Regions from separate parts of the Triticum aestivum genome. Here region 2 is linked to region 1. A link is a contact called in public Hi-C data. All regions are on one chromosome and are shown on one strand. The core of a region is the stretch at or near the end of the contact, and the rest is flanking DNA. Distances in the headings are between cores, read along the strand shown. Region 1 has its middle 160 kb from the start of LOC123086976. Region 2 holds the start of LOC100682416 (BEL1-like homeodomain protein 4).

Region 1 (5,393 bases), core at 405-2,904:
GCGCTCGATAGCTAGATATTTGTTATCCATTACGTTTTTTTTCTGGTGCATACCAGTCCTAATACAGTCAGTCAGTCAGTCCCTACAAGAAGAAAATTACAGTCATGCAGTGTTAAAAATACCACTCTACCAAAAAAAAAATCTACTTATCATTTGTACAAAGCGAACGATAAATCCAGTGTGAGAAGCTAAGCTGGGGCCCGATATGGGGAGGAGAGGGGAGGGGTCGATGGAAAGCGAAAACTAAGGCATGAACTACAACATGTAAAGTAGAGCTCTGAATGGTCAATTCTTGCTTGTTGGGGTAGGGCAGATGAGACATGCATACCAGATAGTCAGATGCTAGCACCACAAGTATGGTGAGGTGTGGGCGCCATGGCTAGCTAGCTAGCCGGCATTTGCAAGAGGGCGCCGGCCCACACAGTTTGCCGCATCCGAGCTGATCTGACCAACCAGACGAGATGAGATGAGCCCCCACAGCGCCCTCAATCACTGTGGTGTGGTGTGGTGTGGTGATCATATCTATGATATGGCCATGGCACCTGGCGGCATGCCCAACATCTTTCTCCAGTTAGTCACTTTCCTCCTCAGAGTCAAGTCAGTAGTACTACTACACTCATTCAGTAGCCACCCAGCCCTTTTAAGACACTAGGGCTACATGCCCCTCCTGGCTGCTCTTTTGCTTGCTTGCATGCATTTGCATGGCCCATTATTGGCCCCCCAGCCCACATTCCCATCCCCATTTCTTCACCTCCTTTTAACTCCTCTCCTCTCCCTCTCACACACACACACACACACACACATAGAGAGACACATGCTGCATATACACACACATCTCGCTGTCACTCTCTTCTCTCTCTCGGCTGTGCGGTGCCACAGGGGAAAACAGAGGAGAATACTAAAGATAAGAAAGCGATGTGTGTGTAGAGAGGGAAGGGGAAGGGGAATCACGTACGTACACACCACCGGTGCAACAACTTGGCGCCGTGGTAGGCCAGCCGGGCAGGCCCATAACGGCACTGGTCATAATAAATTATTAAAGCCGACAGCGCCTCGCTGCGATTCGGCATCCCGTCAACGTGGGCCGCTCTGCCGCCATGCATATGCATGCGCTCCCCGCCCCGCACCAACACATCTTGTTTTTCCTTTTCTTTCGCATGTGGGAGCTAGCCTAGATGTTCTCTGTATACTACACAACTCTTCTTCGTGCACATGCAACACCACACTCGTATTTTATGGTTTCCTGCGGCCGCAGCTACGATTTTGTTGATTTGAGCCCCCGACAATATGGGTGAATTATATATGCGAGAATTAAGTGGATGGACCATGCTCGTGCACGTAATTGATGAAGAAAAAGGGAGGGTACGGACGTGCCGAACGTATTTAAGTGCGTCCGTTTCCCATCAAAATCCATCTTCTCATAGCTTTTTTTTTTTGAGACAAATCTTCTTCTTCTCATAGCTTAGTACGAACTAGAAAGAGTAGGTTGAGGAATTGGGTGGGATGGGTGGAAGGCCGGAGGGGCTTGTCACAGGAGATCTCCCAACTTGTTGTTGCGATTCTGGTTGGTTCACCGGGCCGGACTCGGGACCAGGCCGGGTGTGTGTAGCTTGGAGTTGAGGGTATCTGGTCCCTCCCCGTCCCCGACCCAAAGAGATGGACAACTGCTTTGAGCTGTGCGGCCAAGCCGAACGCCGTGGGGGACCGGACCGGCCGGCCCCGACGTGCCAAATGCCCAGGCCACCACCACCCAACAATATACTCCTACGTTTCTATACCACCTACATAATATCTGTACGCAATTATGCGTATATAAGCACGTATAGCATGCATGTGCCAAAATAAATACAGCTGGTGGTTGCGCTGCGCTTGTTTTTCCTCTGGGCTGGCTCTCGGGCAGTGGGCCTGGAACGAAGCGGCGCGTGTGGGCCTCCTTTGGCAGCTCCCCGGCGGCATCCGATGCAGGCCCATCATCCACCTCCCTTCTTCCTTTGCAGCATTCAGTAAGTAATTCCTCTACATAGACTGGGAAAAAAACAGCTCATCTACGTACGCTGTAACTGAAGACTGAACGAAGAAGTACAGAGTCTAGAGGGAGGGCTATCTATCTCTACGCACGTCGCAAAAGTTCAGGTGTGGCGTGCAGACCCGGGATGCGGCACTGGCTGGCTCCTTCTCCTTCTTCTTCTTTTGACATGCATGAAGAAATGAATGGGCAATGATATGATGCTGCAGTTCCTCACGGGAAATTTACCGGATCGGGGGCAATCGTCTGCGAACGAGCGGTTTTCGAGGGAGGATGGAGCAGCGCGTGGGATTTCGCGCTGTCAGCGACGCAGAGGAATCTGTTTGCCGCTACGTTCTGTAGGGTGCGTACGTACGTAGCCTGGCCCTGGCCCTCGCCCTGGCAAAACAAAGCGGATGCACAGCACGCGGCAGCAGGTGCAGGGGCCGGGCCTGGGTTCACGTTGTCTAGGTACGTAGCCTTTCCATCCTCATGCCTGCCGCTGCGTGAATGATGGGCCGATGATGATCCGGCCACGGCCAGCCAAAGGATCCGCCTGGCTGCGCGCTGCAGCGCGCTCTTTGCATGCCTGCGCCCCTTGAGCGCCACTGACGCTGGAGAATTTTTTTGAAATTGAGGCGGCCCTGCCGTGCCCTGCCGTGCCGCGTGCGGCGAGCAGCGGTGGATCCAAGGCGCGCTCTGCCGCTGCTGTACGCCGTACCTGCGCGCGTCGGCGTGGATCGAGCCGCCGGCTAGCTGGCTGGGGCAAAGGGAATGCGCCGTTTCCGAGGAGGGCGAGCTGTCGAGCTATCCCTGGGCGCTGCGCCGACTGACCGACCGGGCGGTTGCGCGCGCTGATCGCTTGGTCGTCGTCCGTATGCGAGGATCGGATGGAGCAGCTGTCTCATTCGGGCGGCAGTGGAGCTAGCCGCGCTGTCGTTTACCGCTTTTGTTCCAAGCCTTCACGCAGTACGTAGCCTGGTACCGCGGCGTTGGAGTCTGTGCAAGGAAATGTTGATCTGCTACGCTGAGAGAGACGGATGGCGGGAACGTGATCGAGCCAAAGAAAGGATGCCCCGGTCGAGCGATCATTTTCTTACCTGGAGCTTGGTCGATCGTGGAGTGATCGTGGAATTATCTTAGGTTCAAAATCAGGATAGATGATTGCAACCTTTCCTTCATCTTTTTTGGCAGAAAGAAGGTTCAGTTACGTTTATTATTTTATTTTTTTAGAAAAAAAGAATGACACCCGGTTTCTGTATCTGGGTGATGCATGCAGCCGCTTTATTAATTATTCACTCAAGACGTTACAAAGTCATACAACAGTAAGACTAAAGTCATCGTCTAGGCAACATCTGTCGTACTCCTATCCAGTTAATGAAGGGATGCTGATAGTCTGAGCCTAATATCAAACAGACCTCACAGCAAAACCTAAACATCTAAGACCTGAGGTCTCAACTAGGATGCCTACCGGGTACGGGGCACCTATCATTTCGGCACACTCCTCAACTAGGACGCCTGCCGGGTATGAGACCGCCGCAGCCACCTGCCACCAATCTATCTTCAGAGTTGTACTGTTGCATCTACCGTGCCAGGTCTCTCTGCCATCGACGCCACCACGACGCCAGACAGTGTCGTCCTCCTGCGCGAGTCCACCCTCGCACATCGAACGCTGAATCTGCACTGCGCCACGCCGTCGAGATCCACCGCCATCAATGTGTAGGATGAAGCCCCGGTCCACCAAAGATGTCGTCCGCTGGTCCCGCGAGGCCGAGTGCACCTCCAAGAATGCCGCCCCCAAGGGGATAACGACACATGATTGCCGCCAACATACGATTAGCTGATCTAGGGTTTCCCCCGGAGGTATTGAGTGGAGTTGGGAGCTTCACCTCAATGATGCATTCATGAAGGAAACGATGATAAGGGCATCGTCATCACCGGCTCTGGCCATTGACCGAAAACCATGTTCGCACCCGGATCCCAAGTAATCCACCCGACAACCTGTGCACCGTCTCGACCGCCTTCAAAGCCCCAGATCTAGCCGGCTAGATCCGGCGACCAACCGCAACAGCAGTGCCATCGTAGGAGCCCTAGCGCACCGGCCACTGTCTGAGTGTGCCACCACTGGAGCCTAGGAGGAGGCGCCTCGCCAAGCCGCGAGAGCCGCCGATATGGATCCCGTGTGCTCGTCACCGTCTCTGATCCGAACCAATCCGTAGATCAGCTCGCCGTCACAAATCCGTCTTGCACAGAGACTGCACCACGCCATGCCGCCGCGGGAAGCCCTAGCTTCACCAGCCGCCACCATCCAGGGCCGTCGCCCTGGGATTCAGACAGAACATCGTAGCTGCCATCGGCCATGTTCCGCCGCTGCCGACCGGCCAAACCGCCGGCCACTGCGACCTCCGCCGCCATCACCATGCAACCCCACTGAGCAGCCGGCACCACCAGATCTTTCACGAAGCCCGCAGCTCTGCCGCCTCCTCCCATCACCACGCCGCCCCTGCGCCGTCGCTGGAAACGATCGCGGCGCCGCGATGACTCAGATCGGGGAGGAGGGCCGCTGCGGGCTTCAGTTCTTTTCTCATTGTGAAGCGCTACGTAATAAACCGTCATTCTAGACGGTTGTTCTAAACAAATTTGACATCTCACAAAACTAGGGCTTCAATCGCAAGCGGCTTTTTAAAACGATTTCTAGAAGGGAATACTATCGGAGAAACCAGGCAGCCTGCCAAGAGCTTCAATATCCATTCCGATTGTGGGTTCAACTCTAAATCTTCTTGGATGGACACTGACTTATAACTGATGTATAGGGTTTACTTAATTTTATTTTATTTCATTTCAATTTTATTAGTTTTAGTCAACACCAATCAGATCATGCCAATTCTGTCATTGGTGGCTTAGCCAAAAGTACGTCCCCTGTTTTAGGTTGGATCATCTAGATCCTATTAACCATTGAACTATCTACTTTCACTTCTTTGTATGATCACAACCCTTCATTGTATCTCTTTGATATCAACCTTTTTCCTTTTGCCACTTATCTTCACTCGTGTCAACTTTTTTTATCTACAACGACCGCTTCTCTGCTGCTCTGAAGACCTCTTATATAGTCTTTTGTACCAAATTGTATGATACCAACCTATTTCTTTTTGCAGTCTTGTTAAACCCGAGTGGATTCAGACTTAATTATGTGTTAGTCGATGTTATACTCATGAGATCTTACATTGAGATCCATACAATTTTTTATTTTTAGTTTTTTTCTCTTCATCCTTATGTGTTATGTCACTTGACTAAGCTAGTCATACCTTTCTTTTTATCTCTTATCTTCACTGGTGTAACCTTCTTTATCTACAACACCGCTCCTCTGCTTCTATTGAAGACTTCTTAT
Region 2 (5,053 bases), core at 490-2,989, 300 kb before region 1:
GACCCCGGCGGGGCCGTACCCGACGTGGAGCTGCTGCCCCATCGCGCCCACCTGGCCGTGCAATGCCATCGGGAGCTGTTGCACCGACGGGGCCTGCTGCTGCTGCTGCTGCTGCTGTCGGTTGAAGTAGAGCACGCCGTCTCTCACCCTTAGCTCCTCGGCCTGCTTCGCCATCTCCAGCTGCTGTAACGACGGCGACAGGGAGAGGGAGAGGCCCTGGCCTTCCACCACGCCGGCCCCGCCGCCGCCGAACGAGCTCGCAGCGTTGCCGTACGCCTGGAACGCCTCGTGGTGCTGAATAGCCGACTGCGCGTCCGACGGCGGAGGCGACGTCGGCGACGACCTTGACTGTTGCTGCTGCTGCTGCTGAGGGTTCATCAAGAAGAGCTGCATCGCGGCGGCCGGGTCGGTGGCGAGGCCCGCCATGCCGCCTGCTTGTTGCTTGGGCGAGGACGTCTCACCTAATAAGTTTGCCCCGCCGAGGACCACGTCAGCGCGGCCAGGCCCGCCGCTGCCGAACCAACCGCCGTCGCCGGGCAAGCCGGCTACTACCGCTCCCGGCGCCTGCTGCCGGAACCCGAAGCGGTAGTTGGCGTTCATCTGGCTGGCCAGCAGCTCGGTGGCGGAAGGCCCCGACGGTGTCTGGGCGGAGAAGTTGAACATCTCGGCGAGCATGTTGGAGGCGCCGGCGGCCGCCGCGTGGTCGTACATGGTTCCGGGCTCGACGTGCTCATCGCCATCGATAGGGAGCAGCCCGTGGGCAGCGGCGGCGGCCGGGTCGAAGCCCTGGACCCTCATCTTGTCGCGTCGGCTCTGCTGCGCCACGTGGTGCTGCTGCTGCTCGTGCTCTTGCTGCTGGTCCTGCTGGCTGGATCCCGGGCGGTCGAAGCCATCCGAGGAGAAGCCGTAGACGCCGCTGCTGCCCTGGTGGAATCCCTGGGAGTGGGACATAGAACTCGCCGTGGCCGGCCGGCCGTCGTAGATCGCCGCACTGCTCCTGGGTGCGCCCACGTGCTGCGTGGTCGTCTGCTGACACGGTGGCGCCGCTATCCCCATGCCGGCGGCGCCACTGTCATCATCGTCGTCGTCGGCGCCAAGAAAAAATCCCCTTCGATCGATCTCCCGCAGCGACCTGAGACAAGTTCATCATCGGCAACAACCGCGCGCGGCATCAGAGATAAAGGAAAGAAAAAGAACCCAACAAAGAAAAAGATCAAGAATCCAAAACCACAGAATTAAAAGAACTTCAAACAAACAAATTAAAAATCAAAAAGATCCCAATCTCTTCCCCAAGCTCCTCAGCACGCAATCGAATTACGCACGGACAGCTCGATCGAATCGACGCGCTGGCTAGCTAGCAAACACGGCTTAGCCTTTGCGTCTCACTTACCTAAGATGAGGAGGAGCACATCGTTATCTTGTCGAGGGAGTGAAAGGCTTGCCTCCGAGCGACCTCCTCTCCATCTCTGTCTCCGCTTGTCTCCCTCCCTCTCGAAATCTCTTTATCTCTCTCTCTGGTGTGGGTGACTATCTCTATATTTTTTACGCTTGTCCGGTCGGGCGCAGCAGCAGTTCTTGGTCGCCCTGTGCAATCGCCTTCTGAAAGGGAAGAGCGACGCAAAGGGGAAGGGCGGGGAGGCTAATATACACCCCGGCCGCCGCTGCACCTCGCATATATATAAAAAAAAACCTCAGCTCAGTTTCTCTCTGCTGCTGATCCCTCCTGCCGCCGCCGCTGCTGCTGCCGATATGTATCGGAAGAGCAATGCTAGACGTACAGGAAGTTACAGGGGGTTTACGGGGCTGTTGGGGTGTGATTGGCAGAGATCTAATTAGAAGGGCAGGCCCACCAGTGAAAATCAGGGGGAAAATCAGGGGGGCGCCAGTTAGATGAAGCCACGTTCTGTTCCTGTAAAGTTTTGTATCAATCACCCTGTATGTCTAGTATTATTGGTATCGGAATTGGACAGAGCCCGAGGTTAAGGGGAGCGCTGGGTCTTAGGAAAACGTCGCTGTTGTCGTCGCCCTCTCTCACCTCCTCCTTTGGTATCCCCCCTCCCCTTTTCTGTTCCTTTTTCCTTGCGCGTTTAATAACAAGCGTCGTTGTTGTGCTGCGGTTAAGTTATTATTTGCTGGTGCTGCTGATGTCGTGCCCTTGTTTTTACTTGTCTCCCTCCCCTTGCTTTCTCCCCTCCACCCTTCTCCAACTCTCTACCACTACCGTCTTACCACTCCTACATCCGTTTCGGCGTCAACTAATTCAGTGTAAAAAATACTCTTATATTATGAGACGGAGGGAGTAGTTGATAATATGCTAATCCAGACATGTGATCTAGAAGAATGCAAGTAGAATTACGGCTTCATGTATCATCATGTTGCCATACAACATCGGCATCTAGATGACATATATAGATGTTCATGGAGATGTGTTTTTCATTATCCGGCAGAAGGAAGAAATAAATTGGCCGTAAAGCAGAGAGGAGAGGGGTGTGGGGGATCGGATGGGAAAAGAAAGAAAGCGAGGAGGCTGGAGGAGTCCCTCTCCGTGTCTTTCCAGCCTTTTCTTTTTCATTTCGAAATTGACCAGCACTTGAAAGGCCCGGGGCCGGAAGCAAATTGACCCATGCCTGGCAAATTCCGGGGCTTTTTTAATGTGCCTTGAACGGGCGCGCGACCCATGTCCGTCACGCTCCGTTCCTCCTTTAGGTTTGGATTGGAGATATAAAATTTTAAAAAGACAGGAAAAGGAGTGGAGCCTAGCCACAGCTGATTTTTTTTTGGTGGGTGCAACCCTCCTCTCCCTCTCTGTTTTTTTTTCCTTTTCCTTTTTTCTTTTTCTCCGGCTGATCGACGACGTGGGCCGATCTACGCCCTCGATCTGTTGTTTTGGTTGACAGTGTTTCATGTGCATCGCATGCCGCCGGCCTAATTAATCCATCTCCCTAACAGCCCGTACTTGGTTAATTAATTAATTAATTAATTTGCTCAACCGGTAGGCGGAGTACTATTTTTTATTGCTCGCGTCCGTGTTGACCCGACGGGCTTGCTGAATTTGAGCTTTGATGATTTTTTTTTGGTGGGAAAAGAGAGCTTCATTTTTGTTGCGTTAACAGTGGGGCAATTAAGAGGCAGTTGGGAAAGAGAGACGAAGAGCAAGACACATAACGGAGGAGGAGGAGGCCACATTTGTCCCGGCCGTCTCTGACTTTTCTCCGTGGCAGGACCAAGCGGAGGCTGATGGACCGGGGGGCAGGTTAGTCATTTTAATTTTTTGAGTGGTTTTTAATTATTATTAGGGGGCTAGAGATAAGGTGGCCGGCGCGGGCCGTGGAGGGAGGCTGGGCCTGGCTGGAGGCTTGCTCGCGCCTCGCGCGTGTGCTTGCCTTTGCTGGTGCGTCTTTATCGGGCCGCCGCGGCCGTCGGATGGGGATCGTGCGGCCGCCGCGCGGTGGTCCAGGCGCGGGATAGCGGCCACGGGCGGGCCTTGTCGGCCGCTGGGAGCGGGTGAGGCGAGGCGCCCATTTCTTCTTCCTCGCTTCGCTTCCAGTGGCGTCCCGATCAATTATTGGGCCGCTGTGATTTGGACCCGGCACCAACTCGATCCTAGTCTCGCACAGTGATGATCATGCAGTGCAGCCATCTCCCTCCCCTGTGGGCCCCCGCCCCGCCCCGCCCCGCGGAAAAGATGTCCCGCTCCCGCTCGCTCTCTCTCTCTCGCGCAACCATTTGCTTGCATGCATGCATGCATGCTCCACCATGGCCTTGGCCACCATCGCCATGGCCATGGCTAGGCTAGCTCGACCCAGCCCAACGACCGGCTTAGGCAGCGTAGTCCTCCGTGCGATTAGATTAGATTAGAGAGAGACTCGCTGGTAATCTTCAAATGGGGAGCGCTTTTTGCTTATTCCTCTTTCTCCTCGGCCTTCACACGGGGACCTCACTCCTGTTACTTTCTTTCCTTTCCTTTCCTTTCCTTTCTTTTCTTTCTCTTCTCACGTTGCTTTTTCTTGATTCCTCTCCCCGGACGGGTCGACGACGATCCTGCAATATACACGCGGATGCTTGACTTCTGGAAAGCAGCGTGCGTGCATGGTGCAATACCGTCATGTACCCTCGCTCGCAATGCTTCTTGCAGCAGATAGGAATTTATTTATGAGATACTATTATATACTTTAATAAGTATAAGCATGCATGAATGCACGAGGGCACACAATTTCAGTAATGATTGGCTGAGACTGGGTTCAGGGGTGACAATATATTGCCATGCCACTCTTAAAATCGGAGTACCAACATGAACTGCTCACCTATGAGCAGTCGCGATTCCACTAGGGAGGCTTCAATAGGCTTAAGCCTACCCTCCAAAATCATATTTAAGCTAAACATACCGCTTGACAAATATATTCTGATGCTTTACATGCAACAATTGCACTGCATTTGCTAATTAGACTTAGGAAATTTATGTTTTAAGCCTACCCTCCAATGTCCTGCTAGATTCGCCACTGCCTATGAGAGATGGTGACTACAACAACTACTACTAACTACTGAGGTGCCATATATATCTTGTCCAAAGAGGCAGGCAGAAGAACACAGTAAAGGCTGAGATGTCACGTATCCGATCAAAGCCCCTGAAGCGGATGCCCCTGAAGGATGAACTGTAGCTGGATCGCTAGAGGTGTACGTGATATTTTTTGTGGTTGACCCTGCCTGCAGATGGAGGGAAGAAAGACAAACGGATAGGATAGATTCTGTCTGTGAAACGGGCAGCCAGTGAGTCAGTGAGGGTAGGTCCAATCAGCTGGGCATCTATGAATGGCAGTTTGAGGATTCATTTAAGGAGGAGGGAGATCCATCTATCCCTAGCTGAAAGTTACTAGTAAAAGGCAATAGTGTATGTAGCTTGATGGTGGCAGTGGGAGGGGAGGAGTCGCTGGCTAGCTCCGTCGAATGAGATGCCCTCCCGGCATGGGCAACATTCTGCCCTCGCTCGCTACTCTACACAAGATCGATTGGTACACATCTGGAGCCTAGCTAGCTTCAGCTGATGTTCACCATC

Evidence for each region. Hi-C and Micro-C count contacts between places; a contact is called where the count stands out from the background.
Region 2: a Hi-C map of leaf shows a contact between it and region 1, with 9 times the contacts expected there. The contact joins the promoter of LOC100682416 here to the enhancer-like site in region 1. A contact is called at or near these places in 5 of 5 Hi-C or Micro-C datasets (leaf, root and an unstated tissue) and 1 of 1 datasets of contacts at active chromatin or transcription factors (leaf).

Annotation. Positions count from the first base shown.
Region 1 is chr4A:562,852,177-562,857,569 of IWGSC CS RefSeq v2.1, reverse strand. No RefSeq gene overlaps it. Among protein-coding and RNA genes, the nearest start is that of LOC123086976, 160 kb to the right of the region's middle. Within about 2 kb of position 1,654, at least 5 of the 8 cell types and tissues checked have an H3K27ac peak or open chromatin away from gene starts, as enhancers often do. A contact at or near this core is called in leaf, where this site is marked.
Region 2 is chr4A:563,152,868-563,157,920 of IWGSC CS RefSeq v2.1, reverse strand. LOC100682416 (BEL1-like homeodomain protein 4) reads right to left here and starts at 1,739. Exons shown (of 5, transcript XM_044508846.1): 1 at 1,391-1,739; 2 at 1-1,132. The coding sequence starts at 1,056.